Regions from separate parts of the Mus musculus genome. Here region 1 is linked to region 2. A link is a contact called in public Hi-C data. All regions are on one chromosome and are shown on one strand. Each heading gives the region's core, a stretch centred on a gene start, on an enhancer-like site or on the middle of the called end of the contact. The rest is flanking DNA. Distances are from core to core; before and after follow the strand shown.

Region 1 (2,700 bases), core at 5-2,504, 220 kb after region 2:
GTATATGACTCAGTGACCTAGACTTACTAAATGGAGCAATGGCTATATCACTGAACAAAATGCCTCTTCTTCCCTCAGCAGCCATTACTCGAATAGAGAGACTCAGAAAGTGCCACCTTCTTCTACGTTTACCTTCTTTATATCTCCTCTTTCCTAGTGTTACCTAAGCCTTGGAGAGAGTGATAGAGGTGGCCCACTAAGCACTCAGCAGTTATCTCATTTCCAGCATGGTGACCAGAAAGCAGCTAAGTCTCATTCAAACATTCAGATTAAGCAATAGCAAGTAGGCCTCTGTTAGTAACTTCATTAGCAAGAGAATTCACTAGGCAAGGTATTTAGTTTGGATCCAAAATGGACTGTCTTAAAGGCAGAAGCTCACTCCAGTCTGGGAAACAAGGGCCATGGGCTATTCTTCAGACACATCCAGAGAACAGGGAGTATTTTGTTATTTTAACTAGAATGCAACCTCTGGAGGTCCTTCTGGTAGACATCAATCTTTTACAGTTTACAGCCCATAATGATATATGGGGGGATGTGAGAATACAGTGTGTCAGAGAGTCCCTTGTACCAAATAGGAAGACAGACCGAACTTTAATCTTTAGAGCAAGAAAAATGCATCCTTTTTGCTGTGGAATTAAAAGGGGATGAGCAAATTGTAAGTGATTTTTTAAAGCATACAATAAGACTTCCAGCCCAATTCATGGGGGGGGGGTAATTGGTACTTCACATCAGTATTTTTCATGAACTATTTGAAAAACAGAGAAAAATGTGTTATTTCTCTGGAGCCACATCCCACTGTTCTTCAAAGCATATTGCTGAGGAATAAATAATCATTCCCCACTGGTGATTGGCACATTGAGCAACTTTGTGTTGGGCAAAATGTATCAGAAAGCCAACAGTTGATTTTGGACCTAATATATCCAGAGTCCTTGGAGTGAAGAAAAATTTTAAAAGATGCCACACCCTCTAGAGGAGGGTCACACTCAAAAGTGTCTGTTGACTCTGGGGGACAGGAGTAGGGTCCTGTGTAGATAAAAACCCTGACTGTGCCCACAGGGACATTGTATTTCTTGACTGCATTTGGAACTTCACTTCCTTAGTTCCAATACAGTGAAACACATCTGTGACATTTACCCTTAAATTAGATGAAAAATGATCTCAGGACAAACTAATTTGTTGGAAAATGCTGTGTGTTCCTGGTGTTTCTCATCTTCGTGGGAAAAGTTGGAAACCTAAGTAAAACGATTCCCATCCCCTGTGGGGGAGAAGGGGGACAGAGCAGAGCCTGCCAAGGTAATGTGTTGTAGATTGCGTATGGAAGGGAGGTTAACTATCTCAGAGACAAATATTTTGTTATTTCTTGGCAGAAGGTTGAGGAGTGGGCGTTTGAAGTTAATGCCCTGAGTCCTGCTTCTAAATGTTTCCATGTCCTTCTGGCAGCCATGTGATATTAAAATCTTCAGTAAATTAAGTAAATGAGTAAAACATGTTCCATAATGAGATGGGGACAGGCTTCATGAATTATTCCTTCCACCCATGAAAATATCACCAGGTAACCTGCAGAACACATCTTGGTCTCTTGTGTTTCTTCTTTAGAACTAAAAAAATCCAAAGACTACATCAGGGCATAAGGATAGCCAGTGACTTATTCATCATGTTCATGTTCTTTCAGAAAATACCCTATTTCAGTATCTATCTCTATGGGGGCGCAGACTTATAGTTCTGGAACACCAGAGCTTTCTCTTCCTGTGAATCAACTCTCCTGTAGCTGCAACTTCCTCATCTGTGAACTATCCCGAGCTGGCAGGTGGTGGAGGTGCCCATGTTACTAGCTCATGGGATTTACTGCCTCCACATTCCTGTTTCTCCTCCCTGCCAACCTACAGATCAGATCTCTGAAGATCTGATGTAGATCTATAGATAAAGATCTCAGTGAAGCTAAGAAGCAGGCATGTTTGGCTGCTGTGCACTTTGAAGCTATTTTTATGCTTTCTAGCTTTCTCAGGAAGTTGCCCAGGGGCTCAGACTCAACTTAAGTGCAGCTAGGATCTGGGAACCTGCTTACAAAGCTCTCAGTTGCTGAGTGCCCACATTCTTGTCTTGCTTCAGATTTGCATTGTCATGCTTACCCAGAAGTTTGAAAAGCATCCCAAATTGTGAGCCTTCTAGATGGCAAAACCAACATCTTCATTGCATCAGTTCCTGTGGTCATGGCTCTCAATACAGAGATGGGCCTGCCTAGCTGTTCTTCCTGCGGCTCAGTTAGCATCCAACTTCCTGACCCAAGCCAAAGCATGAGCACGACCTTCTAGAAACTGATACTCAACCTAACAGCCAACTATATGCCAGTTATATGACCTATGATCTTGCTCTCTTCTCCCTATACTATCTTCCTACTTCATCATAGTTGAGGGGCCTTGTCTAGACTGATCCAGTAAAAATCATCCTCATGGTATCAAGGAATTTGCATGTGTATACTCAAAGGAAGAGAGAGATTGGGGGCAAGGATGTGGCTTCAGTCCCTGAAGTCTTGAGGTCCAGCACTGCATAAATTTGGTGTGCTGAATCTTAGAGTCAGCCTTGGCTATATAGCAAATTCAAAGCCAGCTTGGGCTACATGAGATCTTGTCTGATAGACAATACATAGTGATCATGTGTTACCCTACTCTAAGTTACTCTACATTGTATAAAACAGTGGTC
Region 2 (2,778 bases), core at 125-2,624:
TGCAGGGCATGTCTGAGAGAGCAGCTGCCTCTCTTGCCACCCCTGTCCCCATTAATGAGAAGCATCTGAGAGGCTCAGTGGCATATGCTTTGAACATCAGGGTGAAGTCTCCCTATGCTGTGCCTCAGTGGAGTTGGTCCTGAAGCAGGCAGGGCTCCCAGTCCTCTCCCTCCTTACTTTTGCTCAGAATCTGGGTGCAGCTGAGCCAAAGAGCTGAGGGGGTAGAACTCACTGCTGCCTGTGGGCATCGAGGACAAGGTGGCACAATGGACAGAAACCTCTGCTTGGTAGGACACCATCTCGCAGTTTGATTTTGTATACAAAATTCTATGTGTCAGTTTTCTTTTTGTATTATTTTATGTGCATGTACATGGGTGTGTACACATCTTTACAGGTTTTTCCTCGGGTGCTATTCATCTTGTTTTGTTTGTTTTCTGTTGTTTTGTTTTAAACAGCTTTTCCTCAGTGGCCTGGAATTCTCCATTCAGGATAGACTGACTGGCCAGAGACTTCAAGGGTCTGCTTCTGAGCATCTCTGCCCCACAGGGCTAATTTCACAGGTGCCCTCAGCAAGCTCAGGATATTTGTCTTTATGTAGCTTCTGTGGTTTGAACTCAGGTCCTGGTGCTTGCAAAGCAAACACTTAATTGACCAAGTCTTTTTCTAAGCTCCACACAGGTTTTCTTATCTCTTGGGATTCTTAAATCCTTCCTCAGTCTAAATGAGTACTCAAGGATGTTTTTGTTTGGGGTGGGGGGTACTCTTGTGATGATTGGATGTCCTCTTCCTTTTAAGGTGCTTGGGAATGGATATCGAGGTTGTTTTCTGAGCTCTTCTTTTCTAACTTCCTGTGTAATGAAGTTAAACGTAGGAGTGCAGGATTTTTCAAGGCCATGCCTTTTTTTCATTGAGAAAACAAAAAACAAAAACAAACTCCGACTGTTCTATTTCTGCTTTGGACAAGCCATTCATCCTCCACAACCTTTTCAGAATGATCACTGATGATACGGAGATTGCTATGGAGATTGTCTGAGTGTTTACAGTTCAAGTTGTTCAGACCTGGGAAGGGTTTTAACTGTTTCTTTTATTTTTGTCTCAATGCCTTTGTTTTGTTCTGGCGTCTCCCCTGCCCCTCTCTTCTACAGACTGAAGTAGAATTGACTAACTTTAGGTTGTCACCTCTCAGCAACTTCCCCACCCTCATAATGCAGTGCTTTTCAGAGTGTGGTCCTGGGAACAACATCTGGGAAGGGATGGCTGGGAGAAGGGAGAGGCCCCAGAGAGGGTGGTGGGAACGAACTTGGTGAAAGTGCACAATGAACACAAACAATATCGTTATGAAACACATCACTTTGTGTAATGAGTATGCCCTAAAAAGAAAATGAAACAAAGGAGAGAGAAAGAATATGCAAACAGTTGGGCTGCCCCACACCAGAGAACCAGTATTCATGTTTTAATAAGATTTACAGTAACACTGGCACACATTAAGTTTGATGGTTTCAGGAATGCAGCACTAATAGAAGATATTTGTTTTCTTTTACTTTCTCATCTCCTTATATGCTGCATTAAAAGGCCATGAGATGGTGTCTCCATGCATCTTTTGAGAACGGAGTTCCCTTTTCTGCATTCCCCACCCCCCCGCTTGTCATAGCTCTCAAGAGCCTGCTAATCTCTCTTCCTCATCAAATGCAACCAACTAGTTCAAGAAAGAATCATTTTCTAAAACTCTAGAGCCTCTTTACTCTATGGGTGGCCTCAGCATCCATTACTGAGAACCTATCGGTCATGCAAACTTGCTGGCCCTTCTCTGCTGACACCCCAGCCCACCCTAGGTCCCCAGCCACAGTCCATCAAAGCCCCACCCAGGACCACCCACAGGCCTCTACCTTGGTCCACCTGGACTCTACTCTGGCCCCCAACCCAGCCCAATCCAGCCCTCTGAATCTCTTCTAACAGGGTCCCCAAGGGAGGAATCTGCCAATTCAACTTCAAACACTTTGCTCTGCATGAATATTCCAGACCTGAAGCTGAAGCATTGTTTATAAGTCAGAGTAAAACTGATTAAAATTTTAGCCAAGGGTTCCAGATTTTATTCCAAAGTAAAATATTATATTTGATAATGTGAGTTTTATGGTTGTATCAAAGAAGGGAAGATTTCACTTTATCTGAAATAAATAGATTATACACACAATATTCCATTTAAATAAAAAGCATCTTTTATTTCTCTACCCCAAGGATGGAATCACAGAAAAGAATAGCAAGATGTAGGTAAGAGAAAGAAGTAATTTGCCATCCTTGTAATACAGATCACCCATCCAAGAAAGTACCATGAATGATGTCACAGTAGAGGACTGTAAAGTGGTTTTACAGGGAGCTGTGTTCTTAAAGAAGCACAGCTATGCTAACATCAGTGGATGCTCTAGAATGGAAGACCTATGTAGACTCACAGTTTGAGTGTATGGTGGTCTGTCATAATGGGAAGGCATGGCTGCAGGAATGTGAGAAGTCTAGTTAGTCCCTTTGCATCACAATTAGGAAGGAGAGGGAAGGAGGGAGGGAGGGAGGGAGGGAGAGAGAGAGAGAGAGAGAGAGAGAGAGAGAGAGAGAGAGAGAGAGAGAGATGCTGGGATTCAGTTGGCTTCTTCTAGTTACCCTTCCTGTTCAATCAGAACTCTAGTCCATGAGATGGTGCTATCCACATTCAGGGTGAGCCTTCTCTCATTGAATCATCCCTAAAAATACCGTCATTGCTATATCTATGTGATCCTAAACCCTGTC

The links. Hi-C and Micro-C count contacts between places; a contact is called where the count stands out from the background.
Region 1: a Hi-C map of uterus shows a contact between it and region 2, with 2.9 times the contacts expected there. The contact joins two enhancer-like sites. A contact is called at or near these places in 1 of 484 Hi-C or Micro-C datasets (uterus) and 1 of 115 datasets of contacts at active chromatin or transcription factors (embryonic stem cells).

What each region holds. Positions count from the first base shown.
Region 1 is chr8:128,200,522-128,203,221 of GRCm38.p6, forward strand. No RefSeq gene overlaps it. Among named protein-coding and RNA genes, the nearest start is that of Mir21c, 76 kb to the right of the region's middle. Within about 2 kb of position 1,255, at least 49 of the 459 cell types and tissues checked have an H3K27ac peak or open chromatin away from gene starts, as enhancers often do. A contact at or near this core is called in uterus, where this site is marked.
Region 2 is chr8:127,977,962-127,980,739 of GRCm38.p6, forward strand. No RefSeq gene overlaps it. Among named protein-coding and RNA genes, the nearest start is that of Gm32590, 170 kb to the left of the region's middle. Within about 2 kb of position 1,375, at least 7 of the 459 cell types and tissues checked have an H3K27ac peak or open chromatin away from gene starts, as enhancers often do. A contact at or near this core is called in uterus, where this site is marked.